Linked DNA regions of Mus musculus: region 1 is linked to region 2. Evidence: chromatin contacts called from public HiChIP or PLAC-seq data. All regions are on one chromosome and are shown on one strand. The core of a region is the stretch at or near the end of the contact, and the rest is flanking DNA. Distances in the headings are between cores, read along the strand shown.

Evidence for each region. HiChIP or PLAC-seq counts read pairs in DNA pulled down with a chosen protein or histone mark.
Region 1: a contact with region 2 is called in an H3K27ac HiChIP or PLAC-seq map of embryonic stem cells, with 6 read pairs. The contact joins the enhancer-like site here to the promoter of Lrrfip2 in region 2. A contact is called at or near these places in 9 of 39 promoter capture datasets (3T3-L1-derived adipocytes, the C10 cell line, the HPC-7 cell line and 6 more), 4 of 484 Hi-C or Micro-C datasets (the G1E-ER4 cell line, embryonic stem cells, nephron progenitors and 1 more), 8 of 115 datasets of contacts at active chromatin or transcription factors (the 230-238 cell line, bone marrow-derived macrophages, embryonic forebrain and 2 more) and 4 of 9 other capture datasets (adipose tissue, embryonic stem cells, liver and 1 more).

What each region holds. Positions count from the first base shown.
Region 1 is chr9:111,241,152-111,245,443 of GRCm38.p6, reverse strand. It overlaps Mlh1 (mutL homolog 1), which reads left to right. Exons shown (of 19, transcript NM_026810.2): 12 at 3,837-4,219. Among named protein-coding and RNA genes, the nearest start is that of Gm51692, 9.1 kb to the right of the region's middle. Within about 2 kb of position 1,878, at least 14 of the 459 cell types and tissues checked have an H3K27ac peak or open chromatin away from gene starts, as enhancers often do. A contact at or near this core is called in embryonic stem cells, where this site is marked.
Region 2 is chr9:111,115,290-111,119,635 of GRCm38.p6, reverse strand. Lrrfip2 (leucine rich repeat (in FLII) interacting protein 2) reads right to left here and starts at 1,512. Exons shown (of 15, transcript NM_001374664.1): 1 at 1,247-1,512.

The sequences.
Region 1 (4,292 bases), core at 629-3,128, 130 kb before region 2:
CTTCAAAAAAAAAAATCCAAGTTATTATACCTTAGTTTTTTTCACTGCCAGTGGCTATAAATTCTCATACTCTAGTCCAAGAGTTGATGTTTGATATTATAAACTATGGTTAAAAAAAAGCCGTAACATAGAGTGTAGCATCTGAAGCATTTTCATCATATACACAGTTCAGTGCTGTTGACTGCATTCATATCATCATTGATCTGGCTCAGAACTTCCCTGAATCACAACCCACAGTCAGTTTGCCAGATGACTGTCCCCTTGTCGCTCCCATCCATTTTACCCCAGTAATTTATCTGACGATGTTCTTTGTTGGGTTCAGCCTTTTGTGTCCATCCTACTCCTTTTGTAGGGAGGAGGCAAATGCCGGTCTTGCTTCTGCTGTGGGTTATGGGATGAAGTCAAGGCTTTCTTGTGAGAAACAGCTGGGGGTGGTGGTGAGAAAGAGCACACAGTGAAACTTAAATGTGAGTGGTAAGTCCCTATCCACAGCAGGAGCACACAAGGCTGAAAGCCAGGTTGTCTGCGTCAACATCATCCCCTCTTGGGCTTTATCCCTGTTATTCTATCCCTATGGGATGTGAGAGCAATCTGCTTGTGACATCTGTCACCCCATTGATCACCAGCTGATCTAGCTAGGTAAGCAGGTATCCTGTTCCTCACTGACCCATGTGCATCTTTCAGAAAGCTACATGCTCCTTCCTGAACAGAGGAGGACCTAGGGGAGGACAGGTCTAGGTCAAGGGTATGCAAGTAGTGCTCCCTTCGAGAACCTGCAGTCAAGCTCTCATTCTCTCCCTGTGTTTAAGTTACGGACACCGAAGCGTCAGGAGAGTGGTGAACATATTGCCTGCCTGTTAGGAAGCAAGCGTGACATCCTTGACCACAGTGGTCTTGGCAAGTGCAGTGGAGTCTTCTGGGTCTCTCAAATGTCCTTCTCGGTGTAGAAGTTGTAGCAAAATTGTGAACTGCCAAGGACCGGCTTCTCGTTGGAGAGAGGTTCTGAGAGAAGGGGTGTCTGGGAGCGGGAAAAACAAAGGACTCCAAGTCAAATCAGAGGGCCAAGCTGGCAGCCTCTGTTCTGCTTTCCCCGAAGATCTCCAGTAAGTTTTCTCTCTATTTTCTGCTTGAGACAGTTCTCTAAGGAGGTCTCTCTTGCTATTATAAATTTTCTCTGGATAGCTCATCCCTTGCCCAGTCTTTTATCTTCTGTATCAATCGAGTCGGTTACTCCGGGTTCCCGTTTGATTATCCTATGAATCAGCATCCCTGATCCAGCCCTTTGATTCTTGGGAGACATCTTGCACTTTCCCCCCCTTTTTTTAGCATTGCAAAATAATTCAGAGATCTGCCTTCCTCTGTTATACACAGAAGGCTTGCTAGCTGGGTGGGGTCCCACCCTGGAATTACCATTCTGACTCTGCCTGAACTTAAGTTCAATCTGTCCCAGGCTGACTTTGAACTCAGGGATCTGCCTGTCTTTGTAAATGGCAGGGTGGTTCACGGTATAGGTAGCTGCCTGTGTTCCTTCAGAACTGTGAAGCCCCTTATACAATTCAATTCATATCGCATCCTTATATTTTTGCATAATTGAGAAATTATACATTTTGGAATTCATGTTTTTAGAGTTCTTTTCCACAGCCTTAAGGGCTGTCCTGGAGGTCATAGCATTTCCGGTTTTGCTGAGGTATTAGCCGCACTTTCGCCTCCTGGACTCATGTTGTCTCTGATTATCATGGAGTCTTTAGTGTTACTAGGGAGGACGTTCCTCAGAGGAATGTGAAAACATGTACATAATTATACAGTCAGCAACCATCAGCACTGGTGGAGGAGGCCCACACCCTGCTGGCTTGTTCCAGGGGCAGGAATCCTATCATGCTGCCGCTTACACGAGGCAAGCATCTGTGGAACAGGCCTGGGCATGGTTCTGGGAAGGCAGGGCCCTATACTTCCTAGTGCATCCAACAGGAGGCTCACAATGACTTTCTGTGTTAAGGGGTAGCTCCTTTGGTGACTGCCTGGTTCTCTTATGTTAAGGTTGCCCTCCAGGATATACCTTACAAGTGTCCCCAATACTATAATCAGTTATTGCTTTAGGTTGTAAGACTAAACTTTATCATCTTGTCCTGTATTTATTTATTTATTTACATATATATTTTTTCTCTTTATTTTCTTTTCTTTTATTGGATATTTTCTTTATTTACATTTCAAATGTTATCCCCTTTCCCAGTTTCCCCTCCAGAAACCCCTTTATCCCATCCCTCCTACCCCTGCTTCTATGAGGGTGTTTCCCCACCCATCCACCCACTCTCACTTCCCCACCCTGGCAGTCTCCTACACTGGGGCATCGAGCCTTTACAGGCCCAAGGGCCTGTCCTCACATTGATGCCCAGCAAGGCCTACATATGCAGCTGGAGCCATGGGTCCTTCCATGTGTAATCTTTGGTTAGTGATTTAGTCCCTGAGAGCTCTAAGGGGTCTGGTTGGTTGATATTGTTGTTCTTCCTATGGGGTTGCAAACCCCTTCAGCTCCTTCAGTACTTTCTCTAACTCCTCTGTTGGGGACCCTGTACTCAGTCCAATGGTTGGCTGTGAGCATCTGCCTCTGTATTTGACTCTGGCAGAGCCTCTCAGGAGACAGCTATATCAGGCTCCTGTCAACAAGCACTTCTTGGTATCTGCAATAGTGTTTGGGTTTGGTGACTGTATATGGGATGGATCCCCAAGTGGAGCAGTCTCTGGATGGCCTTTCCTTCAGTCTCTGCTCCACATTTTGTCTCCATATTTCTTCCTGTGAGTATTTTCTTCCCTCTTCTAAGAAGGGCTGAAACATCCACACTTTGGTCTTCCTTCTTCTTGAGCTTCATGTGGTCTGTGAATTGTATTTTGGATATTCCGAGCTTTTGGGCTAATATCCACTTATCAGGGAGTGCATTTATGATTAGGTTACCTCTCTCAGGATGATATTTTCTTGTTCCATCCATTTGCTTAAGAATTGTCCTGTATTAATTGAGTCAGAGCAATTAACAAAGCAACCATGTTAATCACTTGTAGACATTTGCCTTTTTCCCATTTTCTTGTCCAGTTGAAGTCCTTTTTCGGTGTCCCTTCATCTTTTTGGACCCAGTACCATTAGACTTCATGATTTCTTGTGTCTGGCAATGCAAGATGTTGTGGGCGGCCTTGTGCTTCTTTTCCAGCCCCTGCTGGATTGGCTGTTTCTCAAAGGTGCTCTAGTTCGTGTCAGGAATTGGTATTTGGTAAGCAGTATCCAGTATCTGGGACCTGGGTTTTCACGGTTTCTGGGTAGTCACTGACTTTCAGGCTCCAGTGGACAGACTGAAGAAAGGAAGTATATTTAGACGTAGAATTCTGAGGCTAGAGGTCAGTGGTAGAGTGCTCATGAGAGTCGTGGGTCAGTCCCCCAGCAAATTTTAAAAGGCAGCAGAATGATAGTTTCCAGGGCCTGAGGTGAGAGGGAATGGGAAGTTAAGTGTGAGTTTTGAGGGTAAAAAGTTCTGGAGATAGAGTCACAGCTCTGTGAGTGCACTCACTGCCATGGAATCCTAGCTTTAAAATTGCTTAAAATGATGTGTTTTCTGCTGTGTGTGTTTTACCACAAAAAATAAAATAGAATCTTTTTATAGTAAAAAAATTAATCTAATTTTAAGATTATAAGAACTTTGCTTAATTCTTGAATGTTATACTTAAGAATGTTCTACTGTGATGTAACTCCATCTGACTCTGACATCTTTGTCCACTGCTGTTCTGTTTTGGGATCTGGACATTTATGTGCTAAAACCTGGCCTTTTTTACTCTTTTCTCTCTTGAAACAGACCTTGCTTCCAGGACTTGCTGGGCCTTCTGGGGAGGCAGCTAGACCCACGACAGGGGTGGCTTCCTCATCCACTAGTGGAAGTGGCGACAAGGTCTACGCTTACCAGATGGTCCGTACGGACTCCCGGGAGCAGAAGCTTGACGCCTTTCTGCAGCCTGTAAGCAGCCTTGGGCCCAGCCAGCCCCAGGACCCTGCCCCTGTCCGAGGGGCCAGGACGGAGGGATCTCCTGAAAGGGCCACGCGGGAGGACGAGGAGATGCTTGCTCTCCCAGCCCCCGCTGAAGCAGCTGCTGAGAGTGAGAACTTGGAGAGGGAATCACTAATGGAGACTTCAGACGCAGCCCAGAAGGCGGCACCCACTTCCAGTCCAGGAAGCTCCAGGTATGGCCTCCTGTGTTCCTCACTAAAACTCTTCCAACAGGTTCTCCACAAATCAGTTGCTCCTTCTACTCTA
Region 2 (4,346 bases), core at 263-2,762:
TAAAAAAAAAAAGGGGGGGGGGACTTAAAAATCACAGCAGTCCAACAAAGTATTACAAAACAAAACATTATACAAATTTTAACGTTTGATTTCCATGCCATAGTGCATGACAATCACCACCCAGCAACAAACAGAACCAAACATTATACATCACTCGCTATAAAAAAAAAGAGTACAATTATCTAATTAAACGGGCAGAAAAGGTCTGGCTTTCCTCTATTTCAATGGGAAGATCCCGATCTACGAGTCAGAGTGTGACCTCACTTCCGACGTGAATCACACTTTCCGAAGTTCTTACTCGGCATGAGTGTATTAAATACGAGGTCATAGGATCCCTGTAGTTGTTAAACAGAGCATGATGTTGGTTAATCGGGGCTAACTCTGCAAGACATTGAAGCTACGGTAAACTTGGCCAACTAACTCTTACTGCAACACACATTCTTCAGCAATTGCAGCTTTTCACACCTACTGGGGAGAAAAAGTCCAACACTGATTAAGAATGTATCTGTCGATACCCTGACTGCACCTCTTCTCGCTGCGATAACACAACACGAATAGCAGTCACTGTTATCCTTACAGAGTTTTCAGTCAATCAAGCTACTGTAGAAAAACCGTGGCAAAAATGCTGAGTCACTAAATGGGAAAAGCAAAAGGGGCTACAAATACTGAAAGTTTGGGATACCCTTTAGCCACGTTTCTACGTTATATTTGTATGTCTCGAGGTGGGGAACATAATACACAAAGCAAACGCTTGAACTTTTCTCCTCTGGGTTCTCTTATGTCCCTTGCTTCCTGCTGGATATCCACAGCAAAGGGAAACCAGGCCTGACTGGAGCTATGAAACTCCACAATGTGGGTGTAAATAACGCCCGCTGTTAGTCAAGCATTAACCCTGACCGTCCTGCCCTGAGCCTGGTAAGCCCGCGCGCTTCAGTTCAGATCAAGAAGGAAGCAGGAGAGGGGGGAATCTCACTCAAAAAGCTACGCCCTCCACCGGCCTGACACCGTTCCCGGGGCGGCCCCTCCCGGGACAGACTGAGGACAGAGTCTGCGGGAGTGTGGCGCCGGGAGCAACGGGAGCTGGAGCACCCAGCTGTCCCAAGTGATGCCCGGTCCAAGGGGCGTAACCCCTTCTTCCCCCGCGGGGGGCGGGCGAAGCGGGAGCAGGGGACCCGCCGGGCGACCCCAGCCCGGAGCCGCCACTGGGCAGCGCCTGGAGACAGCCGGGTCCGCCGCCTGCCCTTACCTGCGTGTGGCGCGGGATGAGGCTGCGGCGCCGCCCGGAAGGGCCGGAGCGGCCGCCCGGGAGCCGGGAGAGGAGAGCGCCGGCCACACTCTGCACCCCCCCGCACCGTCCACCCCGCGGGCCGCAGGGAGACAAAAAGAAGGGCTCCTCGCGCCGCGGCCGGTCGTGGAGTCACACTGAGCGCGCCCTTCGCCCCGCGGCCGACACAGCGAACGCGACCCGGGACGAGCCGCAGCCCGAGCAGCGGCTGCAGCTGCGGCGGTGGCGGGGCAGAGGGGCGGGGCCACCGGCCGGCGACCCGCTCACCCGGAAGTACTTGTGGCAGGCGGCGGGGTAGCGGACGCGCGCGGCTCGGAGGCTACTGGCTGGACCGCGGAGCGCAGGGCTCGCGGGTGACGGGGAGGGAGACACGCTCGACACGCACTGGCTCAAGCCGGGCCTGGTCCCGAGCGTTGGTATCTGAGCGTTTCGTAACCGTACTTAGCCAGGTGGCCTCAAAGCGGTCTGGTGGGAGGTTTTGGGTGAGTGAGGCACCTGGCGCGCAGTCTGTGGGAAAGGATGTGGAGGGTGGGTGTGGCTGAACGAAATGAAAATACCTGTTTTTAAAGAGATTTCCACCTGAGGCTGTAGCGCAGGTAATAGGGTGCTTACTTAGCATATCTGTAACCTTGGGTGCCATTCCCAGCATAAAATCAGGTATGATGCTATACACCTGTTGTCCCGGGTACCCTGGAACCTGTGGCAGGGCAAAGGAGTTTGAATTATCACAGTGAGACCTGTACACATCACACACACGCGCGCACACACACAAACACACAGACCCAAATCGTAGGCATGTTCTTCAATCCCAAAAGTATCTGGGGAAGGCCCTCACGTTCAAAGTTCCAGGCACCGGAAGCCCTGATCATGCTCTCGGGGAAACTTGCCTTCTAATTGAGTAGATGAACTTGATCAGATAAACAAGGTAATGACAGATTGTCGTGAACTCAGCGGCAAGCAATGATGAGAACATTTTGAGGGTGAGGCCTCTGGCTGGAGAAGATGGTGAGAGAAGACCTCTGGCAGGAAGTGATAGCCGAGCAGGTATCTGGGGGAAAGGGCACAAAATGGTCTTAGGCACGACCTCCCATCTGCAAAAACTGCAGATTTCAGAAGCCCACGAATAAGCCCACGGATGACATGTTTGGATTTTGTCTGATGGCTTCTAAAAGGACTTTCAGAGCTGCCCGTATCCACTGAGATATCAAAGGCTTGATTAACCTTTCATGTTCACGGGGCTGCCACTGTGGGATCAATCAATCCTGGAGGTTCAGCACACAGAGAAAAGTGTGCTGAGAGAAACTGTGTGTCTGTCTGTCTGTCTACAATTGGCTCACAGACAGCAACTTTGGGTGGTATTTCCCTGGAGTCATGCTCCTTGGTTTTTTAAAGACATTATTAAATCTCACATAGACCTGGAATTTACCAGGTCGGCAAAGCTAGCAGCCACTCCAGTGCTGGGGTCACAGGCAAGCGCCACCACACCTAGCTCTCTTTCATTGTAAAAATAGGCGTTAACACTAGTGTTGTGAAGCAGCTTTAGAAGTTCGCTGTTACTTCTCCTTCATATTTTGCCACCTATTTGGCAACTGAAAACAAAAACGACTCCTCTTGTTGAAAGAGTCTATAATAAACGATTCGAAAGAATGTTGTAGACTGACACTCTTTGTCACAGCGAGGAGTCCCTGACTCAGGCTGTAACCCTGAATTACGTGGTAGGCAGTCGTTCTCGGCACATTAAGTCTCTCTTTCTGCCAAAAATATCTGTTCCCAGATCTTTATGGAATATTCTGACATGTGAATGCCCCAGGTCTGTGTGGGCTGGCTGCTCCACAGATATATTAATAGATGAAGGAAAATTTTGCAAATGTTTATACTTTTTGGAAAGTGTGATGGCTGGATCCATACATATTTATTCTTTCCACAGCAAATCTTTCATAGTTTTCTTAGATAATGCCAAGAAATAAAGTGCTTCCTTTTTTAATAACAAATATTCATTGCTGATTTTACTTGCCTGCATCAGATATTGTATTTTTTATTTCAACTACCAGAATCTGTGAAAGTGGATATATTTTTAACATGAATGTCTCTGATATTAATGACAATAATGTGTTTTTCATGTTTCTCTTGTCTTTTCATATTTTTAGATGGAACTATCTTGGCAAAAGCTGGACAATGTTCCTTTATTTGAAACACATATCTGGAAACATCATTAGTTCAGACATTAAAAATAAACTACTAGGAGTTGTGTGAGCAAGTCAGTCAAAATTTCAGCATGGCTGGCAAAGGGACTCCTGAGGCGCCAGCCATAACTCGGGAGCTATGGAGAGTTGAGAGCTGCTGAAGAAATGAAAGTCACTTTCTTTGTGGATGTGGTTGAACCCCAGTGGGTGGCCTCACACCCACATACATGTGGCCAACAACAACTAGACTCAGGGGCTGAACAGATGGGTCAGTGGTTAAGGACACACTGCTCTTTCCAAGGACCCAAGTTTGACTCCCAGCACCAACGTTGAGTGCCTCACAACTCTGTAACTCCAGCTCCAGGGAAATCTCCCATTTCTGTCCTCGTCTGTGTTACTTGTATACAATTCACACGGACATATACATATATACACATATACACATATATACATAACTAAAAATGATTTAAAAAAGCCAGGCGTGGTGGTGCATACCTTTAATCCCAGCACTTAGGAGGCACAGGCAGGCGGATTTCTGAGTTCGAGGCCAGCCCGGCCTATAGAGTGAGTTCCAGGACAGCCAGGGCTACACAGAGAAACCCTGTCTTGAAAAACAAAAAACAAAAAAAAAAAAATAATCTTAAAAATAATAATTGGTCAAGACTATTGTGATGGTTTTTATATCCTTGGACCAGGGAGTGGCACCATCTGAAGGTGTGTTGGAATAGGTGTGACCTGGTTGGAATGGGTGTGTCACTGTGGGTGTGGGTATAAGATCCTCACCTTAGTTGCCTGGAAGTCAGTCTTCCACTAGCAGCCTTTGGATGAATACATAGAACTCTCAGCTCCTCCTGCGCCATGCCTGCCTGGATACTGCC